6 separate regions of the Mus musculus genome follow, and regions 1, 2, 3, 5 and 6 are each linked to region 4. A link is a contact called in public Micro-C and promoter capture Hi-C data. All regions are on one chromosome and are shown on one strand. Each heading gives the region's core, a stretch centred on a gene start, on an enhancer-like site or on the middle of the called end of the contact. The rest is flanking DNA. Distances are from core to core; before and after follow the strand shown.

What was found. Promoter capture Hi-C pulls out the DNA fragments that hold promoters and counts their contacts. A called contact is a pair of places that touch in the nucleus more often than the background predicts. Capture Hi-C pulls out chosen DNA fragments and counts their contacts.
Region 1: a contact with region 4 is called in a promoter capture Hi-C map of second pharyngeal arch cranial neural crest. The contact joins the promoter of Selenoo here to the promoter of Brd1 in region 4. A contact is called at or near these places in 7 of 39 promoter capture datasets (the C10 cell line, cranial neural crest, frontonasal cranial neural crest and 4 more), 3 of 115 datasets of contacts at active chromatin or transcription factors (the SCID.adh cell line, memory CD8 T cells and microglia) and 2 of 9 other capture datasets (adipose tissue and pancreatic islet).
Region 2: a contact with region 4 is called in a promoter capture Hi-C map of embryonic stem cells. The contact joins the promoter of Plxnb2 here to the promoter of Brd1 in region 4. A contact is called at or near these places in 15 of 39 promoter capture datasets (the 3T3-L1 cell line, 3T3-L1-derived adipocytes, the C10 cell line and 9 more), 1 of 484 Hi-C or Micro-C datasets (muscle stem cells), 4 of 115 datasets of contacts at active chromatin or transcription factors (bone marrow-derived macrophages, embryonic stem cells and epiblast stem cells) and 1 of 9 other capture datasets (liver).
Region 3: a promoter capture Hi-C map of pre-B cells shows a contact between it and region 4. The contact joins the promoter of Ppp6r2 here to the promoter of Brd1 in region 4. A contact is called at or near these places in 11 of 39 promoter capture datasets (the 3T3-L1 cell line, 3T3-L1-derived adipocytes, the C10 cell line and 6 more), 4 of 484 Hi-C or Micro-C datasets (the G1E-ER4 cell line, embryonic stem cells and erythroblasts), 3 of 115 datasets of contacts at active chromatin or transcription factors (bone marrow-derived macrophages, extraembryonic endoderm stem cells and microglia) and 1 of 9 other capture datasets (liver).
Region 5: a contact with region 4 is called in a promoter capture Hi-C map of pancreatic islet. The contact joins the promoter of Mapk12 here to the promoter of Brd1 in region 4. A contact is called at or near these places in 5 of 39 promoter capture datasets (the C10 cell line, fetal liver, liver and 2 more), 2 of 115 datasets of contacts at active chromatin or transcription factors (embryonic stem cells and pancreatic cancer cells) and 2 of 9 other capture datasets (liver and pancreatic islet).
Region 6: a contact with region 4 is called in a Micro-C map of embryonic stem cells, with 1.6 times the contacts expected there. The contact joins the promoter of Panx2 here to the promoter of Brd1 in region 4. A contact is called at or near these places in 1 of 39 promoter capture datasets (liver), 1 of 484 Hi-C or Micro-C datasets (embryonic stem cells), 3 of 115 datasets of contacts at active chromatin or transcription factors (bone marrow-derived macrophages and embryonic stem cells) and 2 of 9 other capture datasets (adipose tissue and liver).

The regions. Positions count from the first base shown.
Region 1 is chr15:89,086,794-89,091,082 of GRCm38.p6, reverse strand. It overlaps Selenoo (selenoprotein O), which reads right to left and starts at 2,045. Exons shown (of 9, transcript NM_027905.3): 1 at 1,418-2,045. The coding sequence starts at 1,974. Trabd (TraB domain containing) reads right to left here. Exons shown (of 10, transcript NM_026485.2): 10 at 4,008-4,289.
Region 2 is chr15:89,178,403-89,182,284 of GRCm38.p6, reverse strand. Plxnb2 (plexin B2) reads left to right here and starts at 1,497. Exons shown (of 38, transcript NM_138749.3): 1 at 1,497-1,620. It overlaps Dennd6b (DENN/MADD domain containing 6B), which reads left to right. Exons shown (of 20, transcript NM_027081.3): 20 at 1-72.
Region 3 is chr15:89,209,189-89,213,056 of GRCm38.p6, reverse strand. It overlaps Ppp6r2 (protein phosphatase 6, regulatory subunit 2), which reads right to left and starts at 1,498. Exons shown (of 25, transcript NM_026813.2): 1 at 1,278-1,498.
Region 4 is chr15:88,732,224-88,736,048 of GRCm38.p6, reverse strand. Brd1 (bromodomain containing 1) reads left to right here and starts at 1,830. Exons shown (of 13, transcript NM_001033274.3): 1 at 1,830-2,120. It overlaps Gm41377 (a long non-coding RNA gene), which reads right to left and starts at 1,928. Exons shown (of 3, transcript XR_875560.2): 1 at 42-1,928.
Region 5 is chr15:89,138,939-89,143,235 of GRCm38.p6, reverse strand. Mapk12 (mitogen-activated protein kinase 12) reads left to right here and starts at 2,533. Exons shown (of 12, transcript NM_013871.3): 1 at 2,533-2,888; 2 at 2,979-3,108. The coding sequence starts at 2,764. It overlaps Mapk11 (mitogen-activated protein kinase 11), which reads left to right. Exons shown (of 12, transcript NM_011161.5): 12 at 1-754.
Region 6 is chr15:89,058,290-89,062,295 of GRCm38.p6, reverse strand. It overlaps Panx2 (pannexin 2), which reads right to left and starts at 2,570. Exons shown (of 3, transcript NM_001002005.2): 1 at 1,997-2,570. The coding sequence starts at 2,222.

The sequences.
Region 1 (4,289 bases), core at 796-3,295, 350 kb before region 4:
GGTAACTGGTGAACATAAATTATCAAAATGCAAAGTTCAAAGCTGCTCACAAAATGAAGAGCTGAGGAGCCCTGGAATATACATCTGCCGTATATTTCCAAGAGCCTCTGAGAAGGTTGGTCCAGTGAGCAGCAGGGTGCCAGCGAGACCATAAATCTGGCTTGGGGGTGGAAAGATGAGGAAGAAACCACTATGTTGAGAGATGAAGACAGCTTGGCATTGGGGGATGGTTGGCATGTTAGTGACTGGTGGAAGAAAGGATGAGAAGCAGATGTAGTGAGAAACCGTAAAAGCCCAATTTCCTGTTTCTTAGTCATCTAACAAGCATCTAACCTAAATAAATCATATAGCGAAAAACAGGAGCAGAGCCCCTAAGACCTGTCTGTACCTGGGTGGCAGGACTTAATTAAGAAGAGCTCCTTGGGCTGGAGATGTGGCCCAGCACTGGCTGCTCTTCCAGAGGTCCTGAGTTCAATTCCCAGCAACCATCTGTATGGCTCACAACCATCTATAACGGGATCTGATGCCCCCCTTCTGGTTTTTCTTTTTAAAGAGTTCCTTGGGGCTAGAGAGATGGCTCAGTGGTTAAGAGCACTGACTACTCTTCCATAGAACCCAGGTTCAATTCCCAGCACCCACATGGCAGCTCACAATTGTAACTCCTGTTCCAGGGGTTCAACTCTCACACATGCAGGCAAAACACCACTGTACAAAAAAAGGGGGGGGGGGAGGAGGAGGAGGAGGAAGAAGAGTTGTTCCTTTGGGCCTGTATGGTTTTGGATCCACGACTGTATTGGACACTTGTGGTACTCTCCATTGGAAAACAAGAACTATCCACTCGTGTGTGTGGGTGGGTGGGTGCATGTGTGCGCGCGCACGATTAGAACTGACAGGCTTGGGAGAATGGTCACAGAGAAGGTGGGTATAAGAACGGATTGTGCCCACAGTCCCTAGACAGTGCGTAGAGTCTGCTAGAGGCTGGGCAAGTTGAGGAAGCATACTGTTTAAGTATGGTTCCAGATAATAGGTCTGGATACCAGCCCAATGCATTGCTTCTGAAAACTAGACTCTGGGCAAGATGTTCAGCAAACAGTATCATTCGGGGAACTGGTTCCAAAGTCCGCGTTGTGTTTCTGAAAACACATCGGACAGCCATTAGAGGTGTGTCCCCTCCACCTGACAGAATTGGCAGATGGAGAGAGATCTCTCTGAGTGTCAGCCAGAGAGTAAGCCCGTTCTTGCCACTCGGCCCTTCCCTGCCAGTTTCTTTGTCTTCCTCCACCTAGGTCCTAACCATTCATGGAGTTTGGACGTAGGGCTGTCCCTACCCGGGCGAAAGCGCCACTGGGCACCTTCCCTTTTCACCCACGCGCGCAGAAGGGTGTCGCCTCCGGGAAGTTCTCCGGGAGTTCCGCACCTGGAGAAGGGCGTGGGGCCGGCGCCTTTGAGCTGCAGCTCCCAGCGCTCGCCGGCCGCTGTGCACACCTCGCCCAGGTACATGGCGGCACCGTCGCCCAACTGCCCAGCGAACTGACCGAACTGGTGTCCACAGTAGCAGTGCGCGGCGGGCTCGGTGCCCGGCAGCAGCGCATTGCCGCTGAAGAAGAGCGCAGCTTCGGCCTCGACCTCGGCCTCCTCGCTGGCCTCGAGCCCCAGCAAGGCCAGCGCGGGCTCTGACAGCGCCACCAGGCGCGGCCGCCGTAGCGGGGCCGGCCGCGCACGGCTGAAGCAGGCTCCGGGCACCGGCCGCGGGGTGGCCAGGGAGTCCTCCGGCCCAGGCGGCGGCGTCTCCACCGGCAGCTCACGCAGGGCGCGGTTGTCAAAGCGCAGCCCTGCCAGCCAACGCGGCGTGGGCTCCATAGCTGCAGCCCAGGCGGACCGGGGCGCGGACGACGGAAGCGCGAGACCGACGCACCGTGGCCGGGTTCGGGCAACCGCGAGCGAGGCCCCGACCGCGGCCCTGACAGAGGCCATTCGCCGCCTCGCCGGAAGCCTGCTCGCCCCGACCGGAAGTTTTCCCCCACCCAGTTAGGGGCTGGTGGGAGGCACGCCCAGAAGCTTGGTTCTGATTGGTCGCCTCTCGTTTGTCCACTTCCAGGCTACGAGCCGTCGCAGAGGGTGGACCTAAGATGCTGTTTAACTTCTGGCACCTGTGCACCAGGCCAGCCGAGGTCCGAAGCTCCCACCCAGGTGACATATGCCAGACTGGACTACTCCAAGTGTGCCTACAGGCTGAGTGATGTCCCTAAAAAACTACCAGGCCCCCTCACCCCTTAACTAGAGGTGAAGCCAAGGCCATTCCCTGGGTGCTGTGGGTTTGAGTGGTACTGTCCATCACATGCATAGAAACAGACATGGAATCTTTTGACTGTTTTATTCAGACAGCTAACAATCTAAGACAGTAGTTTAGCATCCTAAAGATGTGTCTTTCATCTCCTCTTTATCCAGCCGATTATATAGGTAAGTAAACAAAGCCAGGCAGTCATTTCAAAGTTTACTCTCGCCTCTCTGGTCAATCTTGTCTTAGATTTATGGTGCTGATGCTTTGCTCTCCATCATCTCCTCTCTGTAGCAGGGTTTGCAAACACTAAGAACCCGAGTCCTGCATCAGCTGTTTATATGACACTATTAACGTGTGTGTGTGTGTGTGTGTGTGTAGATCCCTTTTTAAAATAAAGTACAAATATGTTTTTATAATGTGGAATATGCAGTGCCCTGCCACTAGGACAATTTTTCCTCATCTGTTCTGTCCAGAGAAGGGCCAGAAGTCCTGGTAATATTCTTGGGATCCATGGGCTAGGTGGGAATTGGCCACCCAAGATTTGCTACAGGAATAATTTGGCTGGGCAATGGTTCCAGCTGGGATTCTGAGCCTATCTGAAACCTGGCTCTGCATGCATGCTAGGTCCTCTGTCCCCAAGTCCTTCCCTATTGGTGCCTCAAGTTGTATTTCCCTTGTACACAGCATCTCTCCCTGAAGTGATAGCATTTCCTTCTCTCTCCATTCTGTGCCTGTCACTTGCAATCTAGGTGGCTATGGATCTTGGTGGTGGAGAGGTAGGCAGCATCCAGTGCTCAGGAAAACCTGTTAGTTTCAAACAGGAGACTCTGAGCACAAATGCACGCATTCCTTCCTGGCAGTCTTTCTCCTTTTCAGCCTTTCTTCAGTTCTACACCTCAAGAATTCATCTCTGGAAATTTTCCTAGGGCCATAGTGGGCTTCTAAAACTACAATGAGGCCAGATGTGGTGGCACATGCCTTTGATCCCAGCACTTGGGAGGCAGAGGCAGGTGGATCTGAGTTCACGGCCAGCCTGGTCTACAGAGCGAGTTCCAGGACAGCCAGGGCTACACAGAGAAACCTTCTCAACAAAACAAAAACTGAACAAACAAGAAAATCCACTCCCCCCCTCCCCCCACACACAGAAAAACAAAAATCCTGCAATGAACCCAAATGTGGCCCTGGAGCTGTTCGATCACTGTCAAATCCCCTCTCCCTCTGCATGGGCGGTGAGAAGGTGGGTAGGTGTTGTTTTCTGTGACAGAGCCTGTAGTATCTTAGCCTTGGCCAGAGCATGTGTTCTTCCTGCTGCCACTAACACAGACGTCACTGACTACCCTCAGGGTCTGCCTTGCTCTGGCCTGGCAATGATATACAACTCTTTCAGCCTCAATGCTCCTAACACAGGCAAGAACAACCTACCTTAAGGATCTTCTGATCCACTCCTACATTCCTCCCCCTCTCCCACTGCCAGGCAGTAAAGTGTGAACCAGAGGGTGTACAGGTGCTGAGCACATGTAAGGCTCATCTTGGCTGGCACACAGATAACCTTGCTAGGCACTAGTGAGCACCAGGGTCCAGCCTCTATACTTTGCTAAGGTGGGTAGTATGTCCCCTGGCATGCAGGAGTACCCCCAGCATCCTGCAGACCTGGGGACAGATGACAAAAGAGGAAGCCAGTGCCCCATCGCCTGAGTCCCATTTCCATACACTTCACAAAGCGGGAGCTTCCAAAATTAAAATTTATTTCTTTCTAGGGAATGAGTCCACAAGTGTGAGACAGAGTACACAGCCAGCCAGCCCTGTGTCCCCACCCAGCTCCGTGTCTCACCTGATTTGGCAGCCAACACAAGGACAATCAATGTGGTCTAGGTCTTGCCAGGCTGTGCCATATACTAGGAGCCACAGCCTGTACACATGAATGGCTGGCTGCACACAAACCAGCCGTGGCCCATAGTGGGTGCCTACTGCCCTCAGTGCAGTTTGGGCCTCTCACCTAATGCACAGC
Region 2 (3,882 bases), core at 248-2,747, 450 kb before region 4:
TGAGCCCTACTCAGTTCAGAATACTGGCCTTCCCACAACTTTGTTATTAAAATATCTTTTTTTGTTATACAATACTTGTCTTTTAATATTTTTGATACAAAGTTTGCAGCTGTGTTACTGGATATTTTAGAGTTGTGTGTGTGTGTTGGGGGCCGTAGTGTTGAAATCACTGAATATTTTGGAGTCTCTTGTATGTGGGGGGAGGGGGCGGGGTTGCTGGTGGAGGGGAGAAGGTGATTCAACCAAGCCTGGCTGCTTGAGATGGGGCAAGTTCAACTTCCTTAAAGAAACAGTGAAGTCCTCAGATTTGTGAAGTTTTCAGGTTGGGGAAGACATAAGAATTGGGGCAGATCTCCAAAGCTGGGGAGATGTTGTTCCAAGCTGGCTCAGTCAGTCACGGGCACCCCAAAAGGCTCTCCACAGAGATGCCAGAGGAAATAGGAGGAAGTAGGCAGACGGTATTCAAGGAGGGCAAATCTGGAGGCTGGCGAGATGGCTCAGGGGGTAAGAGACTGCTCTTCCACAGGTCCCGAGTTCAAATTCCAGCAACCACATGGTGGCTCACAACCACCCGTAGTGAGATCTGACGCCCTCTTGTGGTGTGTCAGAAGACCGATACAGTGTACTTATGTATAATAATAAATCTTTGGGCCTGAGCGAGCAGAGATCCTAAGAATTCAATTCATAACAACCACATGAAGGCTCACAGCTAGAGTGTACTCACATACATAAAATGAATAAATAAATACATCTTTAGTTTTTTTTGTTTTAAAAAGGAGAGCAAATCTGGGGTGGAAGAGACAGCTATTCCAGGGTAGACATGAATGAGCTGGGGTTTGGGGACTAGTTCCAAACCTTGTCCTGAGATCGCCACCACAACTTCAAGGCCTGAAGTAGGAACCCTACGGTACTGTCCTACCCTATAGACATTTTGGGGGTCGGTAAGGCCAAGGGGCCGGGAAGGAGAGTAGAACATTCCATAAGGAGAACAGAGCGGCTAGGATTTGGAAGAAAGAATCAAGGTTCAGCAGCCCTCACCCTCGGGAACGGGATGAGCGCGTGGTCCCGCCTGTTGCCAATGGTGGTGCGGTTCCTTGCGCCCCGCCCATCTCCAAGAAGACACTTGAGGCCTCGATCTGGCCCAGGCGAAGCCACCCACTGGTGCCGGGCCGCGTGCGCCATTCAGTTCGGCCTGGGGCACTCCCGGGGTTGTGCCCAGCCTGAGCGAACTCCTCTGATGACGGGGCAGTGGGAGGTGCGGGGGAACTGGTGCCAGGAGACGAGACTGCAGCAGGCAGGGAGCGCGGATTGCTACTGGGCGCGAATCTCCAAGCAAAGCGGTGTGCATAAGTGGCTCTGAGCCGAGGGAAACGCGGGGTACGCTAGGGACGCCAGCCGCCCCTCCTTCCCACCCTCTACCCCTTAGTCTCGTCCCTCCCTCTCGCCCGCCCCTGTCCTCCCCGCCCTCCTTCTCCCCTGGCGGGGGCGGGGCCGGCGGCTCCCGCGCGCTCCGGCCCCTCCTCGGCCACACAAAGGCCCGTCTCCATGGCAGCCGCGCGGGCCGGAGCGCAACGCAGAGCGCGGCCCCGGCGCCATCGAACGACGGCTGCGGAGGAGCAGGTACGGCACTCGGGGACGGGAACTGTGGGGGCGTCGCGCAGGCCCAGGCTTCGCCGTCTCCGCCACTCGGCCTCGGCCTGCGCCCCCGGACGCGGGGGTCTTAGGGCAGTGCCGCTGCGCGGAGGGCGACGCGGGCCTGCGTCTTTGCCCCGCGTCTGTCTGTCTTTCCAATCGGCTGGGCCTGGCTGTTCCTGCCTCCCCGATTGGCGACGAGGCCCTCAGCGCTGGGATGCTGGGAGACTGTCCTGGCAGGCAGGGTTCCCACGACCCGGTGGAGCTGCACCCGACCCGGTGTAGTTTCAAACCCTCCTTCACGGCCGGCGTCCCTACCGAATCGATGGACCAGAGCAAGTCATCTCTGTCGTGCTGGACCTCCAGGCCCCAGTTCTCAAGCTAAGCTTGCTCAGACGCTGGGCTCTGCTGGGGCTTTTTACAGGGGTGCTCAACCAAAGCAGTGCCCACACCTTCTGGGACAGGGAACAAGAGCCAGAGAGAACTAACACTCAGTAGTAGTACCTGGTGAGGCCCCACGCCTCCCGGCAAGATCTCCGCAAGTTTCTAGTGTAGTTCGTTGTTGTGGTGTTTGGAGAGACACTTAGGATTCAGAGGGCTTAGAACTTGTGGGTGCTTTTACACAGTCCAGTCCTTCACTTCCATATACCTTCTTAAGGGAGATTCATTGCTTCCTCTGTTTCCTGCTGTGTGGCAGGTTTGTGTGTGGGTGGGTCCTTTCTATCTGGGGTCTTCTGAGCCTAAGAATCCTAGAGTTTCTGGCCACGTCACTTAATTCCTTTTTCTAGTTCCTTGGAGAAGGCAGGAAGGGAGATCGGATTATGGCCACCATGGTGGTGGTGGTCAGAACTGTAGCTGAAGCCAGGTCCCAAAGCCAGTGTCACGTTCTGATGAACGGAGGCCCTCGGGGGCCCTCATTTGCCTTGGGGAGTGCCCCCCTCTAACGTCTCTCTTCAATTTGTATTGATGATTTTAAAGCTGAATTTCTCAGACTGCTCACAAACACCTAGAGGGTGGGAGCTGTCAGCCTGATCCCACACCCGGATGCTGTCTTGGAACATAGGGAATGTCATCAGAAAGTTGGACTGTCGCTAGCATGAGTCCTTGCTCTTTGGTCAGGAGGTGAAGTTCCTAGGAAGGTAGAGCCAACGCGTGAGTTGTTTTGTGGAATGTGCCAAACCTTATTGTGTTGTATGGAAATTGCTCGAGAAGACTAATCACCAGGTAGACTACAGAGCCTCGGCCACCTAGTCGCTCACACCCTCCCATGGAAGTGGGGAGGCCTGAGGACTGGCCAGAGGTTTCTAGCCCCAGGATCTGAGGGAAGTTACTTAGAAAAACAAGAGTTTGGAATGTGAGTTCCCCCCTCCCCCACGGGCTGCCTGCCAAGGAGGAATTATTTTGGATTATCCAGCCGAGTCCAGCGAGTCCAGCTACCCAAAGAGCAGGCTGAAGCAGAAGGGGAGGCTGAAGCAGCCATGGGAGAGGGACCCACTTCCGGGCTGAGTTGAGAACCCCAGGAGGGCGGGGTTGAGAACTCCAGGAGGGCGGGGCTGGCAAGTCCAGGCAGCTCCACCACCTCGCTCCCATGGCTGCTCAGACCAGTCAGGGGCGGTGTAGGAGGGCATGTGTCACCTTGGGTTGGAGAAGGACCTCAAGGTCGGCTCCTTTGTTGGCCCTGCCCAACCTGGAATATGCCCAGGCTCCTCTGACAAAGCTCGTGGGGGAGGAAGTATTTTAGATCTCTCTGGACGACTCGGTTCACTTCCCAAAGTCATTCCTACTATGTTTAAGGATACCTTGGATGGGTCACACTCCTGGCAGAGACCCCTTAGGAAGCACATCCCTGAGGGCTTACTGGGGCTGAACCGCAGGCTACCTTCTTGCCTTCTCACTGACCAGAGTCTCGCTGAGGGGCTGCCCCCCTCCCTCCTCATTGGGATGCGATACTGGTCAGGACATCCTACAGGTGGACAAATAAGGTGTTCTACCAGAAGCCGTTGGGGTGTTCCTGGGTTGGCTCCAGGGGCTTATGGCTTATCCAGGAGCTTGCGTGGAGAGCACACTGGGAGGGAGAGCCCACAGCTGATGCCCAAGAGCAAGAAGCCTAGGGACTTGGCCCTGGCCCCTGCTAGTGGAGCAGAAGAGATTGGATTGGAAGGGATTGAGCTGGGCTGGGCTGGCAGCCCACAGTGGCGTCCATATGTCACATGTCCCCCCTACCAGATCTGTAGCTATTCTAGAACATCC
Region 3 (3,868 bases), core at 249-2,748, 480 kb before region 4:
AGCCAAGACTCCATAGCAAGACCCTGTCTCAGAAAAACAGAAAGGGAGAGAGGCGTGAAGAGATAAGAATGAGGACTGAAGCTGGGTGACAGTAGCCCTCGCCTTTGATACCAGCACTAGGGAGGCAGAGGCAGGCGGATCTCTATGGAGTTTAAGGCCAGAGTTCCAGGACATCTATGGCTACACAGTAAAACAGTCCCGGAAAGGGGGGGGGGGGGATAGGGAATGGAATGAGATGGTAAGAAGCCAGCAAGCAGCATTGTCAGGTAGGACACAGATGAAGGTGTCAGTGAAAACCTGAAAACCTGTCTGGAATAAGGCCTAGGGACATGGTTGAGGATGGTGACAAATTGCGGGGAGGGGCTACAGCAGAAAGCGAGAATTGGGGAAAGTGACTGGACTGAGAGCTGATAGCGAACAGCAAGAGCTCCGTAATAGATTGGAAACAGCCTTCACTAAGTGAGTAGTCAGCTGTGAGGATACAAAGTAGCAGGTGAAGAAGTTCCAGAAAGAAGAGGCGCATGGGAGAAGCAAAAGATGATGGGGGGGGGGGGGGAGTGGGAGAAAGACAGTGGGTGATGATGACAACTGGGGAACGACCCGGAAGAGGAATGGGATGGAAATAAAGGACAATAACAAAGCGAGCGCTTGGCAGTGGGCACTGGTAGGAGGAGATGAGCGAGCGGGGAGGGAACGCTTGATAGGTGGAAAGGTCACCACCAGCGGGGCCCCTGATGAGGAGGGTGGAAAAAAAAAAAAAACCCAAAGATGAGATAGGGAACACTGACAACTCCCCAGGCCCTGTATCCAAGGTCCGCCCCACCTCTACAGCCACCGACAGAGGTGAGGGACCTTGATAGGAGCAGAGGTGGACAACTGGGAGGGAGAGAACCAGGCGGCCACTAAGAGGCTGAGACTAATTCTGAGAGTGGGGAAAAACTGACCACTGACAGGCCAGGAGCTGGGATAGTAGCTAAAAGGGATGTTGACTGTCAAGAAGGGTGAGCGCTGAGGGAAGGGAAGGGATGGATGGATGGATGGATGGATGGATGAATGAATGACGGCAGTGGAGAGTGCTGGCTGACCGGGAAGCAGACTGATGGAGGCGCTGACCCCCTGACGAAGCGCAGGGTGACAAAGGCGCTGCTCTACTGACAGGGCGCTGACCGCACAAGCTGAGTGACAGCAGGACGCTGACGGCCCGAAGGCGGTGGGGGGTGGGGGTGTCCCTCCTGTCCCCGGGCCGCAGGAAGCGGTGGGCGCGCGGCCGCACTCACCTGCCCAGCAGGCTGGGGGTCGCAGCGACTCCTCCTCCGAGGGAGGCCCAAGCGAGGCCAGGACGCTCGCAGAGGTGAAGTGCGGACGGCCTGGAGCGGGCCGCACGCACATGGGCCCGACCCCGCGGCGCGGCGCCTTCGGACTCGGGCGCAGCCGGCGGGAGGCTCGGGACCCGCTCGGGACCGGCTCGGGGCCGCGGGCGAGATCGCTCCAAAATGGCGGCGGCGGCGGCGGGGGCGCGCGCGAGCGAGCGAGCGGGCCGGCGGGCGAGCGCGCGGACGGGGGAGGGGCGGGGGCGCGCCCCGGGGGCGGGGCCACCGGAGGAGGCACAGAGTGGCGGCCGCGGTCCAGGGTCTGTCTGGTGGAGTCGCGCTGGGGGAACGTCCTGAGGCGTCCCCGTGATCGAGCTGGCTGTGCTAAATAAATCCTCTGGGCACCTTCAAGTCCCCAGAGCGGTGCGCGCGCTCGTCTCCGCTACGTCCTGTTTCTGAACTGGACTGTCCGCTGATCTACTTGGTTTGTTTGTTTTTTTGGTTTTTTTTTTCCTTATTTATTTATTTATTTAATGTAAGTACACTGTAGCTGTCTTCAGATGCACCAGAAGAGGGCATCAGATTTCACTGCGGATGGCTGTGAGCCATCATGTGGTGGCTGGGATTTGAACTCAGGACCTTTGGAAGAGCAGTCAGTGCTCTTAACCGCTGAGCTAGCCCTTTTTACCTTTTTTTTTTTTTTTTTTTTTTTTTTTGGTTTTTCGAGATAGGGTTTCTCAGTGTAACAGAGCCCTGGCTGTCCCGGACTTGCTTTGTACACCAGGCTGGCCTCGAACTCACAAGAGATTCTCCTGTCTCTCTGCCTCTGCCTCTGTGTTGAGATCAAAGCCGTTTTGTTTTGTTTTGTTTTGTTGTTTAGTTTCGTTTTGTTTTGTTTTTTTTTTTTCTTTTCTTGGATACCGATCCTTGTTGTCCAGGGCTTGTGTACGTCACATACGTGGCCATCTAACATGGGTTGAAATGAGTTCAAATTAAATTAATCTCTAAAATGAGACTGATTTCCGGTGGCAGTGTGAGCCATGGGAAAATATCAAAAAAAAAAAAAAAGAAACATGTAAGGAATGTGTCAACACATGCTAGCTATGAACTCACTCACTCTCAGTGGCAAGTTCACTACCGCTGTGCGAAAGTATAAGCCGGCGTGGGTGGTTGCACTTGGGAGACCAAAGCAGGAGGAGTTTCAGGCAAGCAAAACATACTGGCGCACATCTTTAATACCAGAGGCAGGGGGGATCTCTGCCAGTTCGAGACTCGCCTACTCTACTCTACTCAGCGAGTTCCGGGTCAGCTAGGACTACAGAGTGTAAAAATGTCTAAGGGGGAGACATTTCTGGGCCCTTCCAAGATTTTTTTTTTCTTTGAAGTGGTGCTGCTGTGTTTCCCCCTTTTCTCAGCAGAGGGCGCCAAAGAGACACTGTTGGAGGAAAGGAAATCGATTTTTTTTGTTTTGTTTTCTTCCCCGGTTTGGAAAGCAAAATTGGAGGCGCCTGGGTTCGCGGTGTGGTCTCTTGCAGCACAGCTTTTCCCAGGCCATCCTGACTGAAGTGATACCCTGAATACAGAAGCCGAATGTGCTGCAGAACTGGGGCTTGTGCGGAGATACCAAACACAGGGGATGACCCACTAGTCCCATTACCGCAACAGCGAGCAGGTGCAAGCCTGGCCCTGACCTTTACACTATTTTTAAGTCCAGGCCAGAGTTCACGTATCAGAAGCAGCTCTGAGCACCCTCTTCCCAGACACACACACACACACACACACACACACACACACACACACACCACCATTTTTTGTGGGTACTGGTCTGACATATAAACTGAGGAAACAGAACCGATGAACTGAATCTCCATCCTTTAGCTCCCCCCCACACACACACACACTTTTTTTTCTTTCTTTCTTTTTTTTAAAAGATTTATTTATTATTATATGTAGCTGGCTTCAGATGCACCAGAAGAGGGTGTCAGATCTCCTTACAGGAGGTTGTGAGCCACCATGTGGTTGCTGGGATTTGAACTCAGGACCTTTGCAAGAGCAGTCAGTGCTCTTACCCGCTGACCCATCTCGCCAGCCTTTCTTTCTTTCTTTCTTTTTTCTTAATTTTGAGCTGGGCATTTAGTCCCAACATTTGGGAGATTGAGGCAGGAGAATCGGTAGTTTAAGATTAGCTTTGGCCACTTACTGAGTTCAAGGGCAGCCTGGGCTATTGAGACCTGTTTTTTTTTGGGGGGGTTTTTTTTTTTTTTGGTTTTTTGTTTTTTTTGGTTTTTTGTTTTTTGTTTTTTGTTTTTTGTTTTTTTTTTTTTTTGGTTTTTCAAGACAGGGATTCTCTTTATAGCTCTGGCTGTCCTGGAGCTCACTTTGTAGACCAGGCTGGCCTCGAACTCAGAAATCTGCCTGCCTCTGCCTCCCGAGTGCTGGGATTAAAGGCGTGCGCCACCACGCCCGGCTAGACCTGTCTTAAAAGACCTTTTGTTTGTCTGTTTTGAGGGCATAAGATTTTGATAAGTTGTGCAAACTGGCCTTGAACCTGTGGCCTT
Region 4 (3,825 bases), core at 581-3,080:
ACAGGAGGCCTTGCTCGGGAGTGGCTCCAGAATTAACTTACCCTTAAAGACTATTTTTCAGCAGGGCAATTGCCTTTAATCCCAGGACTCTGGAGGCAGAGGCAGGTAAATCTCTTGAGTTCAAGGCCAGTCTGCTCCACAGAGGAAGTTCAGGGATATACTGAGGGGCCTTGTATTGAAAAACAAAACAAACAACAACAAAATGACTATTTTCCAGCCCATAGTTTGGCTACAGTGGGATAAGAGTAGTGGCCAGCCAAAAGCTGCAAGGCACAGATGAGCAAGTCTGCCTTGTCCCAATAACTGTTTGGTGCCACATCCTGAGCTGTGAGCCTGCCCTGCCTGTCATGGGCGGGGAGGAGAGCAGCTCTGCTCACGAATGAAAAGCTCTTCTGTTTACCTGAGAGGTCCAGGCTAATGTCACAGGCACATGACTAGTGCTTCATCACCATGACACCTGTCATAAGCCTTCCAAGGCAACCAAAGAACTACCCAGTCTTCACCCCCATTTCAAAATACTTACAGATGAGTCTCATAATGAAAATTCTCTAGAAGCCACTAACTTTTAAACTAAGGACAAAGTAGACGGAACAAGCTGGAGAGTAAGACCAGTGTCCCTAAGCACCAACCCAAAGGGCCCTGATTTCAAAATCTTCAAGCCTTTTACAGCAGAGGTTCTCAGCCTGTGGGTCACAACCCTTTTGGTCCTGCATATCAGATATTTACATTCATAACAGTATTGAAAATTATAGTTATAAAGTAGAAGTGAAAGAATTTGATGGCTGGAGGCCATCACAGCATTGATCAGCAGCAATAGGACTGTTGAGAACCACTGCTGTAAGTGTTACCAGCTCCTTGGTAGGGATGTCAATGCTTAAATACTTCTATGAGTACAATGCTTATAAGAGGAAGGCCTAAGTCATGGGTGGTGGGCCATGCCTTTAGGGAGGCCGATCTCTGACTACATAGTGAGTTACAGTCAGAATTACATAGTGAGAGTCTGTCTCAAAACAACAAAACCAAAAATCAGGCAACCAAACAATCAAACCACCACCACCAAAGTAAGTAAGAAAGGTAGACAGACAGACAGAAAGAAAGAAAAGAAGAGGAAAGCCTGAGTTGGAGGCATGCCCCCAGACCTGGCTGCCCATAGTTTGAGATTGCTACTACTTGTCCCAGTCACTAGTCATCCTCAAGTCCTTTCCATACCCTCCTCTACCCAACCACTGACCTCGTGCCCTTGTTAATGCCTTTCTAGTGCCACCTTAGGGTTCCCCAGTCCTAGCCATTTATTCCTCAAATAAATCCACCCTTGTTTGGTGATCCCCTCCATCACGGCCCTCATTTCCATTCCCTCCTAACTCATCCTCCGTGAACCACGCTGGTCACCAGACACTATCAGAACCCCACTTCCCCCCCTTAGGATGCATCTCTTGATTCTCTCAAAATACCACTCCCTTGGAAAGCAAGCACTCTCAGGAAACTCCACCTGGCTCTCTAGGGTCAGCATTCTTGCTCTACTCAGTGCCATTGACCCCATAGTAAACACCATTCATCTGGTTACCCTTCTCTTACAGCAGCAGTCCTTCATCCTCAGGAACCCTAGCCTGTCTCCCCCAGAATTCTCCTCCTAGTCACCCCACTTTTGTAGCACTCCTCCCCCATCCGGATCCCCACCCTAACACCCTTCCTGGTCACCCCACTCTCTCCTTCGCGTCCCGCCCCGCCCCCTTATCCCGGCTTGGCGCGGCGCGCGTCGTGGCGGCGGCGGGCGGGGCGCGTCTCGCACGCAGCGCGCCGGGCGGAGCGCTCGCCGCATTGTTTGCTTCGCTGGGGAGCGAGCAGCGCCTCGGCAGGCGTCCGAGCAGCTCCGCGTCCGCGTCCTCCGCCCGGCCGGGCCCCGAGCCGGCCTCAGCCGGCCGTGCCGGCGCCGCCGACCCCGCCCGAGCCGCGGCGCCCTGCGGGCCCGGAGCCGCTGGCCGAGCGCGCCCCGGAGCCCGGCGGGGCACGGCTGCGCGGCCGTTGGCGGAGGAGCCGCGGCGCCATTAGCGCCGCCTCGGCCGCGCCGGCCTCCGCGCCCGCCCGCCCGCCGGGCTCCCGCGGCCGCGGCGCCCCCGAAGGTGAGTGTCTGACGGTCGCCGTTCGCCGCCCGCCTCGCCGGCCGGGGCGGAGGTGCAGGCGCCATGTTTGGAGGCGGCAGCGGCGGCTCCGCATTGTCCGCGGGCGGGGAGGCCGGAGAGTCGGGGCGGCGAGGCCCCGAGGCCGTGAGGCCTGGCGGGCGCGGGAGCCGGAGGGACCGAGAAGGCCGGGCGGACGTGCGCCGCCGTGAGCCGGCGCGGCCGGGGACGCCGGAGATCGGTGCCGGCGGCTCGCCCAAGAGGCCGGGTTCGGGAGGCGAGGCCGCGGCGAGATCGCGGAGGCGGAGGCCGCAGCCGGGTGGGGGCGGAGAGGGACACGGAGGCCGCGGCGGGGTCGGGGAGACAGAGGAGTAGAAGGAGGCCGCCGCGGCGCGGGAGGCGCGGCCAAGAGAATGGAGCGATCGGCAGGGCTCAGTAGGCGGGGAGGCCGCCGGGCCGGGCGGGCGGGCTCTGGGCAGCTCGGCTGTCTGGGCGGCTGGGGCGGCCGAGGGGCCGGGCGTCGGACAGCGGAGGAGGCGGAAGGCCTGGGGTCTCGTGGCGTCTGCCCACGTCCTCGCCCGTAGCCTTGGCGGTGCGGAGCGGGTCGCATTATGTAACAGATCGGTCCGATCTATTTTGCCAAGACAGGAAACTCCCTTGAAGAGGGACGGGCTCGGAAGATTTCCTAAGTGGAGCGGGGCCTGGTATCTCCGGAGCAAGCCCGCAGCTCCGCCACAACTCCGTGGATGAGTGCAGGAAACGCCGAGAAACGAGCGCGCGTGCGCGGCTTTCTTGGGCCTTTAGGAGAGAAGCAACTTTCCTGTGCGCTTAATTTGCAGAAAACGCAGCTCCTCATGGTGCCCTGCAGTTGTGACACACTTACACACACCTAGGAAACGGCCCCCCTTCATGGAGGACATTCACTTCACCCAGCTGCGACTGTTTTAGAGTATCTGTCATCTGGTAACAAGTAGTTACAGAATTTCCCTATTACTTAGTTACTGTTTTATCACTTGTTGGGTCGCGTGCACTGTCCTGAGTCTGTGTTTTTCTCTCCGGATGGTCACCTTAGAGTAAGGTGTGTCTCTTTCCTGTGTGCTTTTACGGTGAGGGGTGGAAGCTAGGAAGAGTTTAAATGGCTTGTCCGCAAACCGGGCCGGAAATGAACGGAGCTGATTTTGAGCATGGAGTCTTTCCCCTCGTTTTGCCGGCAAAGCTTTTTAGGATGCGTTTAGCCCAGTGATTTCTGGAGAAGCATGCTTGTTGCCTTTGCTGATTCCTCCGTGGAGAGATGCTTGTTCCTGCATAGAGCCAGAGGGGTAAAGTGCTGGGTATATGAAAATGAGGAAGTAGATGAGATTGTTGGTCACTGTGCCGGGCAGTACTGTTACATGTCCGCTTTCCCCTGGTCACAACTACCTTTTCAAATTACAGAGTAGCTGTGGCCATTAAGTATTAGGTTCAGTTCTTGTAGAAAAGTGGTTTAAAGACAGTCCTTCAGTGCTCACTAGAAGAATGTGGGATTTGACAGGCTGGCTACAGTACTTTACTGGAGAGGAGAAAATTACATGTTTGTCTTTAATCTGGGAGCTGTTGCTTCTGCCCGTGGTTCTTTTTGGGAAGGATATGGTGCTGACACCTGGATTTGCACCTATCTCGACTTAGGGATGCCACTAGAGGCCTAGGGCAGGCTAGGGTTGCTTTGACA
Region 5 (4,297 bases), core at 1,284-3,783, 410 kb before region 4:
AGACCACCATCAGATTATCTATCTAGTCAGAAAAGCCTGCTGAAGATTTGTGGTTGCCTGTGGTATGTGGGCACATGGGCATGAGTATGCACCCTGGGATACACATCAGAACAAATGCAGGCATGTGCTGGTGTGTATGAATCTCTGAGCACCCAAGAGGCAGCAGCCATTTCTGGTCTGGTGCCTAAGTTGGAGATAACTCTTGCCTCCTCTCCCCCCAAGTTCCTGTTTTCTAATGGGTCTTGAATCCCAGCTGTGAACTAGACCAAAGGCTCTGAGAGGTGCCAAGATCCATTAGTTTAAGCAAATGTAAGGGTATAGGAGCAGCAGCAGGATCCTGAGTCACAAGGGCACAATGCCAGCTGGAGAGCTGATGAAGTTGGGGGTCTAATCTCAAGGATGCTAGGTGGCCAGCACCCACGGATGTGAGCATGGACATTCTTGCCCCGGGACCTTGATTCAAAGTTGACAAACGTCTGTCCACGTTCTACCTCCACCAACCCTTGAGGTTCTGCAGCTGGTCTGGGGTGCTATGGTTTGCAAGTCACCCCTCATCTCCCCATCCCCCAGAGAGGAGCTGACCAAGTAACTTTTGAGGTAGGGCCCTGTTTGAAAACGCGTTGGGGGTGTAACGCCTCCCTGAAGAGACAATGATCTCTTGCTTATCAGGGACCAAGGGGCTCTGGATGTCAAGTGCCTGCACCAAGAGTGTGCACAATAAAGGGGCATCCCTCTTGCTCTTGTCTGTGCAAAAGGCTCTGGATCCCATTGCTTCTACTGATTCTGCTTCCTGGAGGGGTGGCTGGATCTCTGTGCCTCCGTACACTTCCTGCTAGCGCCACCGACTTTGAATTTATTGTGCCCCTTGATCACTCAATGAGAGCAGCAGTCATTTCTAGTACTATCGCAGCTTCTTGGGGGTGTGTGTGTGAAGAACCCAGGAGACCAGTGCAGGACAAGACACACTGGTTAGAAGGGGCAAAAGGTGTAAGAGCCAGCACACTTTGGTCCCTGCACATTAGGGACTTTGTACATTAGGAATGGTGGACAGACTTGGCTCCCTCTTACTGGTGAGGCTGGGGATTGTCCCTAGAGAAAAGATCTGTTCTTCCTCAGGGATTGGACAGGATATGGGAAATAGCTTTCCTTCCTGACTAAGGCGAAAAGGCAACTTTAGCCCAGGATACAGCTCATGTGTCATGTCTATGTCCTGAATCTTGGACCGCCAGAGATCTGAGTCTGGCAACTGGTCCAGCGGTGGAGGTTGGGGCCGGGGGTGGGGTGGGGGGGTGGACCTAGAAGGCAAGAGCCAAGTCCAAAGTTGGGGGATTGGGAGCGGGAGCAAACCCAAATACATGGCCCTAGTACCAAAATCTGGTCTAGATCAGTCCCCTACAGAAAAGGAGGGGAACTGGGGAGCTTTTTGGGTGGTATGGGTGGGTGTCTGGAGGCCTCCCAGGGCACGGAGGTCACAGGAGCCAGGCAGATGTAGTTTGAGTGTTGGCCCTGAGCTTGCCCTGCTCGCTCTTGTCAGTTTGCGGATGTACCACATCACCAGCAGCAGCCCAGGTGTAAAGTTGCTCTGGCTAGCCTTGAGCTGCTGATTCATGGCAGCAGGCAGGCAGGCTTGGAGGGAGGGGGAGAGAGGGGGTTCTGGGGATCTTGTTACTACTGGTCAAGCCAGTGAGATCCTGGAACAGACTTTGGTTACTCAGCTCTGGGAGGGATGTTGGCTTGACCCTCCAGGAGCACCTGGTTCAGGTCTACACGGGACCCCAGAGAGAATGAGCACGTAAGGATCCCCCCTTTTTTTCGGGGACAGGCACACTTTTAGCTCATTCTGGGCTTTAAAGACCAAGCTGGACAACAGGTGGAAAGCACAGAGACCAGTCCTGTCCAATGCTTGAAGCGGCCACTCCACATACCAGATTGGGGTGGGTGGAACAGAGGTGTGAAGGAGTCTTAGAAGGGCCGATAGGATAGGACCCATCCCTCTGGATCTTAGACTGGGAAGTTGAGAGCCAGTGGCCACAACAATGGGGCTGGGGAAGCAACCTGAGACGTTTGGGAGACTGAACCAAATCCCTCCTCCATATAGAAGGAGGCGAACGGATCAGCCCCAGGGGCGGGGCATCCTTGGGAAAGACGGGGAGTTGAGCCAGTAAAAGGAACCATTTGGGATGGGGTATGATTGGTGTATGGGCAGGTGGACCAGACCTGGGGCTTGAGTAGAACCTGGTGGTCTCAAGTTGCCTAGAATGGGTCCGACGTTCTGGGAGGACAGGAAAGGCTGGAATTAAGAGAGGCACCTGCTAGGACCCAAGGGCCAAGAAGTCTAGCGAGGGTGTAGGCTGGCCAGGGTGTTTCAACGCCTCCTCTCATCTCAGGTCGAGACTGAGCTATGGAGCAGCTCTCCCCCACAACCCCCCCTTTCCAAGCCTTCCGCCCAACCCCGGAGGCCTCCTCGGGTTTCCGCAGGGGCCGAGGGCAGGCGGGGGTGTCACGTGCTCAGGGCCTGGGGGCCGGTTGGTCAGTGGGCCGGGAGGGACCACTTTGCGGGCCAGAGACAAGGGTCGGGTGGGAGTTGGCGGTTATAGAGAGTTCAGGGTGGCGACCCCGAGAGAAGAGCCCGCAAAGGAAAATCTCAGAGGCGGGCAGGCGGGTAGCCGGCGCGGAGTACGCCCTGCCACGCAGTGACCCGGGGCGCGCGGGCGGAGCCCCTGATCCCGGGTCCGGTCCTGGGGCGCGGTGCTCCGGCTGGGGATGAGCTCCCCGCCACCCGCCCGCAAGGGCTTTTACCGCCAGGAGGTGACCAAAACGGCCTGGGAGGTGCGCGCCGTGTACCAAGACCTGCAGCCCGTTGGCTCTGGTGCCTATGGTGCAGTGTGGTGAGCGTTTGCCGGGCGGGGCGGCAGGCAGGGCAGGAGGCAGCTGGCGATTACGGGGCCGGTTCGCTAGCCAAGCCGTCCGCCCCGCAGCTCTGCAGTAGACAGCCGCACTGGCAACAAGGTGGCCATCAAGAAGTTGTACCGGCCCTTCCAGTCGGAGCTGTTTGCCAAGCGCGCCTACAGAGAGTTGCGCCTCCTCAAACACATGCGCCACGAGAACGTGAGTCTAAAGCCCGCCCCAGATGCGGATATTGTGCGCTGGCCTCTTCTCATCCTGCCCTCCCCTGCAAATCCTGCCCACAGTCTCTGCTTCCAAGGGCCTGGTACCTCCTACCTAGTTAGCTCCCAGCTTGGGTAAACTTTCAACAACTTTCAGGAGGAAAGCAGAGGCAGAGCCCAGATCCCTTTCTGGGTGACACTACAATTTCAGCCTCTTCTTCAATTGCTTGGTTTCACCTTCGGTCCACCTCTACCTTCGCAGCCCAGGCAGTGGTCAGGTTATGGTCTAGGCCTAAGGATTCCTCAGGTCTCACTCCAAAACCTGATTGGACAATCAGGTTGGTGTGAGGAGGGTTTTCCTGGAAGGGGTACTTCCTTACCCTACCCTAGTCTCCCTTTGCCCACCACCCGAGTCTTCTATTCCAGACATACAGGATCCTAGGCATTCAGGGCAAGGCAGGATACTCGAGGTGTGCAGCCTTGGCTCTATCATCCCAGAGCCTTGGGTCTCTGTGGATAAAGGGATTTACGGAGCAGAGCATCGCCATTAGTGTTGTGGGTGTGTATTTCTTCACACCCATACAGAAGGCATCTCCTTTCCCGTCCTACCTGCATATGGCTACTCCTAAGCCTCTTGCATCACCATTGCTAGCCATCAGAGCATTCCTCCCAACCAGGGACATTATTGTTATTGTTGTTGTTATTATTATTATTATTATTATTATTATTATTAGATATGGTTCTTCCTGAACCTGTGAGTTCTGTCCCTCCCACTTCTGTTCTGTACAGCTGCCCTAGTCCTGATGTTTCAATCCTCCTGGATCATCAGAGTCAATAGCTCCAAGGAAAAATGAACATCTCGTGGCTAACAGCAAACTGAGCCCCGTTGCTTCCTCATTGCTACTCAACTGATTTGGTGGATGGATACCAGCCCTGCTAGGTCTGCTTCTTTGCTTCCCAGTAAAGCTGGAAGCAGTAAACAAACAAACAAACAAACTCAGTAAGCCTGGCAGTGGCAGCACATGTACCTGGGGGGGCAGAGGCAGATGGTCCCCATGAGTTCGAGTCCAGCCTGATCTAAAGAGTTAGTTCTAGGACAGCCAGCTTCTACACAGAGAAACCCAAACCCAAAGCCAAACAAACCAAACCAAACAGTAAAAGGCTGTGTTTTCTTGGGTGTAACCACCCCT
Region 6 (4,006 bases), core at 1,321-3,820, 330 kb before region 4:
TCTGTGGGAAAGCACAGGGGGCCGGGTGGTGGTGGTGCACGCCTTTAATCCCAGCACTTGGGAGGCAGAGGCAGGTGGATTTCTGAGTTTGAGGCCCGCTTGCCTACAGAGTGCATGCCAGGACAGCCAGGGCTACACAGAGAAACCCTGTCTCAAAAAAACAAAAAACAACAAAAAAAACCCAACAACAACAAGAACAACAAAAAAGCAAGCAAGCAAGCAAGCAAGCAAGCAAGCAAGCACAGGGGGTTTGAAGCAGCAGGTCCAGGATCGGGGCTAACTTGGGGGACATCTTGTTGGTTCCAGGCCCAGTTGGATGCAGGGTGTCTGGAGGTCCCACAGGTGACAAGCTGGGCTGGCAGGGTCTGGGTGTAGGGATCCTATCAAGGAATCACCAAAGATGGCCCAGCCCACCCACATCTGAAGCTGCCCTACGATGTCTGTCATAGATAGAGCTGTGTTCCCCCAAGTATCTGCTGTTGTCCTGGCCCTGTACTAAGGACTGACAGAAACAGCCTTTGTAAATGAACTGAAACGGGAGTGGAGTAGAATAATCCCTACCATGGGGAAATTCCCAACAGAGGACAGACACAGAGCTTGGGTGGTATACAGCTATACCACCAAGGAATACCAGGGAAAGTCTATAGGTACCACTCATCAGGAAGAAAGGGCTTTGGAGAGAACTCAGCCCTCCCTATACCTGGAGTTTGGACTTCTGGCTCCTGGAACTGTAAGGTACACGTCGGTTGTAAGGCAGCCACCCCGTTGCTGGTACTGTGATCAACATGGCCAAAGGCCCCCTTTATACACACACCTGGGTGTGCCTGAGTGTCAGGGACTCTGGTGTTCAAGGATGGAGACCAGGAGAACTTCCTCCACCTTTGGCGTGGCCTTAAATAGTCTGAAGGATGCCTGCCCTCAGCTCAGGTTGGACATCACTAGGTCCTGGAGTTTCCTGTAAGGGGAGGCACCTGTGGATGGTGGTGAAGAAGCGGGTATCGAAATACCTGTTCTCGTTGCCCAGTAGCTGCAGAGGGCAGAGCGACCTGCACCTCCAGAGGAACTCTGGAGCCCCGACAGTCTTCTTCCTGCTATGAAGCTGGCATCTCTGGCCACCAATTTGATTTGTGGCTATGGATACCTGAGTCTGCCTCAGCTCGGCTCCAGTGGGGATGCTATTCCCCATCTCGGTGTGTCACCAGAAGCCAGCTCCCTAGTGCCTCAGCCTGTCACCTTAGGCAGGGCCCACTCTACATGTGTACTCTCCTGTGTACAACCGCAGGCGCACCCACAGGCTCCCTCATAGAGCAGGCCCAGTTCTACTCACCTAACACGTCAGCTCCTTAACCTGCTCACTCTTCAGTGACCTGCCCTACCCTCTACCTACACTGCCTTTGCCAGTCAAGGGTGGCTTCTTGGGCCATTATTGCTTGATGCCCTCCGGGGCCAGCCTCTGTCTGGCCTCCTCTATAGAAGAGCTTTGGAAAGGGATGTTTCAGAGTTCCTCGGGAGTACCCTCACTTTTCCTACACTGTCAGCCCCAAGAACCCCATGCAGCATCATGGGATTTTTTTCACTTATCCCTGAGCAATGCCCTCAACACTCATCCTTCTCTGGTCCTCATCTGGCTATTCCTCCAAGCCTCAGCCCTCCCTACCCCCACCACCCGTGACGTGACATGCTACAACTCAGACCCCACATCCCATTCATCCCGGGGGCCAGCAAGTGTAGGACAGGCCTACTCTCCTCACGGCTTGAGGCTGAAGGAATGGAAGGCCAAACAACAATAAAACAGAGGAGATGTCTCAGGCGGCCCTGTCTCAACCCCTCATGCCAGACTGAGGTGGTGCCCAAGGTCTGTGATGAGACCTGCGGGCAATGGCTCAGCGGCTGGCCAGGTGGGTGCGGTCTAGCTGGCGCTGGCTGCCTGGCGCTGAGAGCCAGCGCGCTCGGAGCGCTGGGCGCTAAACACCTGCGGACGCGCGCCCTGCCTCACCTGCGAAGTTCTTGGTGAAGACCAGGGTGACCAGCAGGATGGGTACCAGCACGGTGCCGATGGTGACCACGCGGTCGAACGGCAGTTCCAGCTTGAGCTGCAGCAGCAGCGCGGCCAGCGCGCCCGCCTTGTCGTCCTGCGAGCCAGGCAGGATCAGCTCCCTCAGCTTCTCGCCCGCCAGCAGCGCGGTCGCCATGTCCGCCGACTGCTCCAGGAGGTGGTGCATGGGGGGCGGGGGCGCGGCCCGGCGGGGTACGGGCGGGGGGCGCGGGCGGGGCCGCGCGCCAGAGAGGGCGGCGGGGGGCGACGGAGACCGAGGTCACGGTGGGGGGGGGGGGCGCGGAGCGCTGGAAGAGGGATGTCAGCGGGGATGCGGCGGGGCTCGGGGGTCTGCCGCCCCGCGAGAGGGGTCGAGCTGCCAGGGCGCCGGGCCGCCGCCGCCCCCGCCGTGCGCTGTAGCCGGCCCGCGCCCTGCGTCCCTCCCGGGGGCGGCGGCGGCTCTCCTGCCTGGGCCGCGCGGCCCGCTCCCGCCGGGGAGGGGGGCTGTTTACCTGCGGCAACTCCGCGGCGTGGCTCCGCCCCCAGCCCCCCCACCCTCCACGTAGCTGCGGCGTTGGCGATGACTTGCAGAAAAAAAAAATTTTTTTTTTTAAATGAAACGAACCGAGTTCATATTGACCATCCCCTTGCATCAGGGTTGGGCCAAGCCCTGGTCCCCCATAGCCCTGTGCACAGAAAGAGGCGGATCGCCCGCTCTGGGGTTAGATCGTGTCTGGTAGCCAAAGGGTTCTAGTTCTACACCTCAGCTCTCTTGCTCCTCACTCGGACCTGGTCTTCACACAGGCGCAGAGGCTGCCGTGTGAGCTGTTGCAGGCAAGGGCAAGGAAGCCCGAACCCTCTTTCCCAGGTTAGTGCCTGCACAAAAATGCCGTGGGGCGTCCTCTCCAAAGCTCCTGGATGCCTCTTCACTGCAGCCATGTCCCGGACCCAGGGGCGCCCCTTTACACGCTGTGATGGGACGCCAGCCAGTGCGGATATGCTTGTACCTAGCATCTTCACTGCTTCACCCACTGTCGGCATCCGTGGAGCTGGGCCAGGGTGTGGGGGCTTCTAGGATTGTCACCTGACCTCTCTGGGCTACCCACATGTTCTCTCCTCCCAGGAGCTACTGTACACAAACTTTTGTGACCGTGGCCTCCTGCAAGATTCCTTGGCTCAGTATCTCTCCATCATAGCCTTTCCTGTGTATGTCTGGAGTAGTAACTTCCTTCAGTATCCATAAGCTATCTGGAAACATCTCCTCCGACCGAAGCAAAACCTGGAGGGACTGCTGTCCCGTGAGGCCTGACTCCTCCTGGTGCATTCTTGCTCCCACAGACATTACCTTCTTCACCTTACTCCCTGCGGGTGGTGAGCAGCCATTCACTCCCCATGCCTAGGATTCCTGGCTGCGCTGGCAAGCCCTCACCCCAGGCTTCCCAAGGCAGTCCTTCCTGCACCCTCCCTGGCCTCTCAGAAGGGTTATGCTGTTCACTCCATCATCCCACCTTCAGAACCCTATATTTTTTGTTTTCCTTTGGATTCCTAGAGCTTTCGCACACTGACCCCTTCTCAGCAGGTTGGTTTTCTCTGACCTGCAGGTCTCCCTTACCCCCCCGCACCCCACCCGCAAATGTTGTCTCCTTTGTTATCTATTTGTGCATGCCTCTTCAAAGGCTCTATCCATCCACTCTGGGTGGAGAGTTATATTCTTTTAAAAAACTATATATGGGTGTACCACCAGCATGCAGTGGCCATGGAGGCTAGAACTCCCCAGGGCTGGGGTTACAGGTATTATAAGCCACTATATGGATGCTGGTAATTGAACCCAGTTCCATGGACTTTTTCCCAATACCTCTGGTCACTTGCAACAGTCTGCTTGGATCCTTCTGGCCCCTGCAGGCACTGCGCTCTTGAGGTACAGACATACATGCAGGTGCAATACCCATATACATAAATCAATAATAAAGA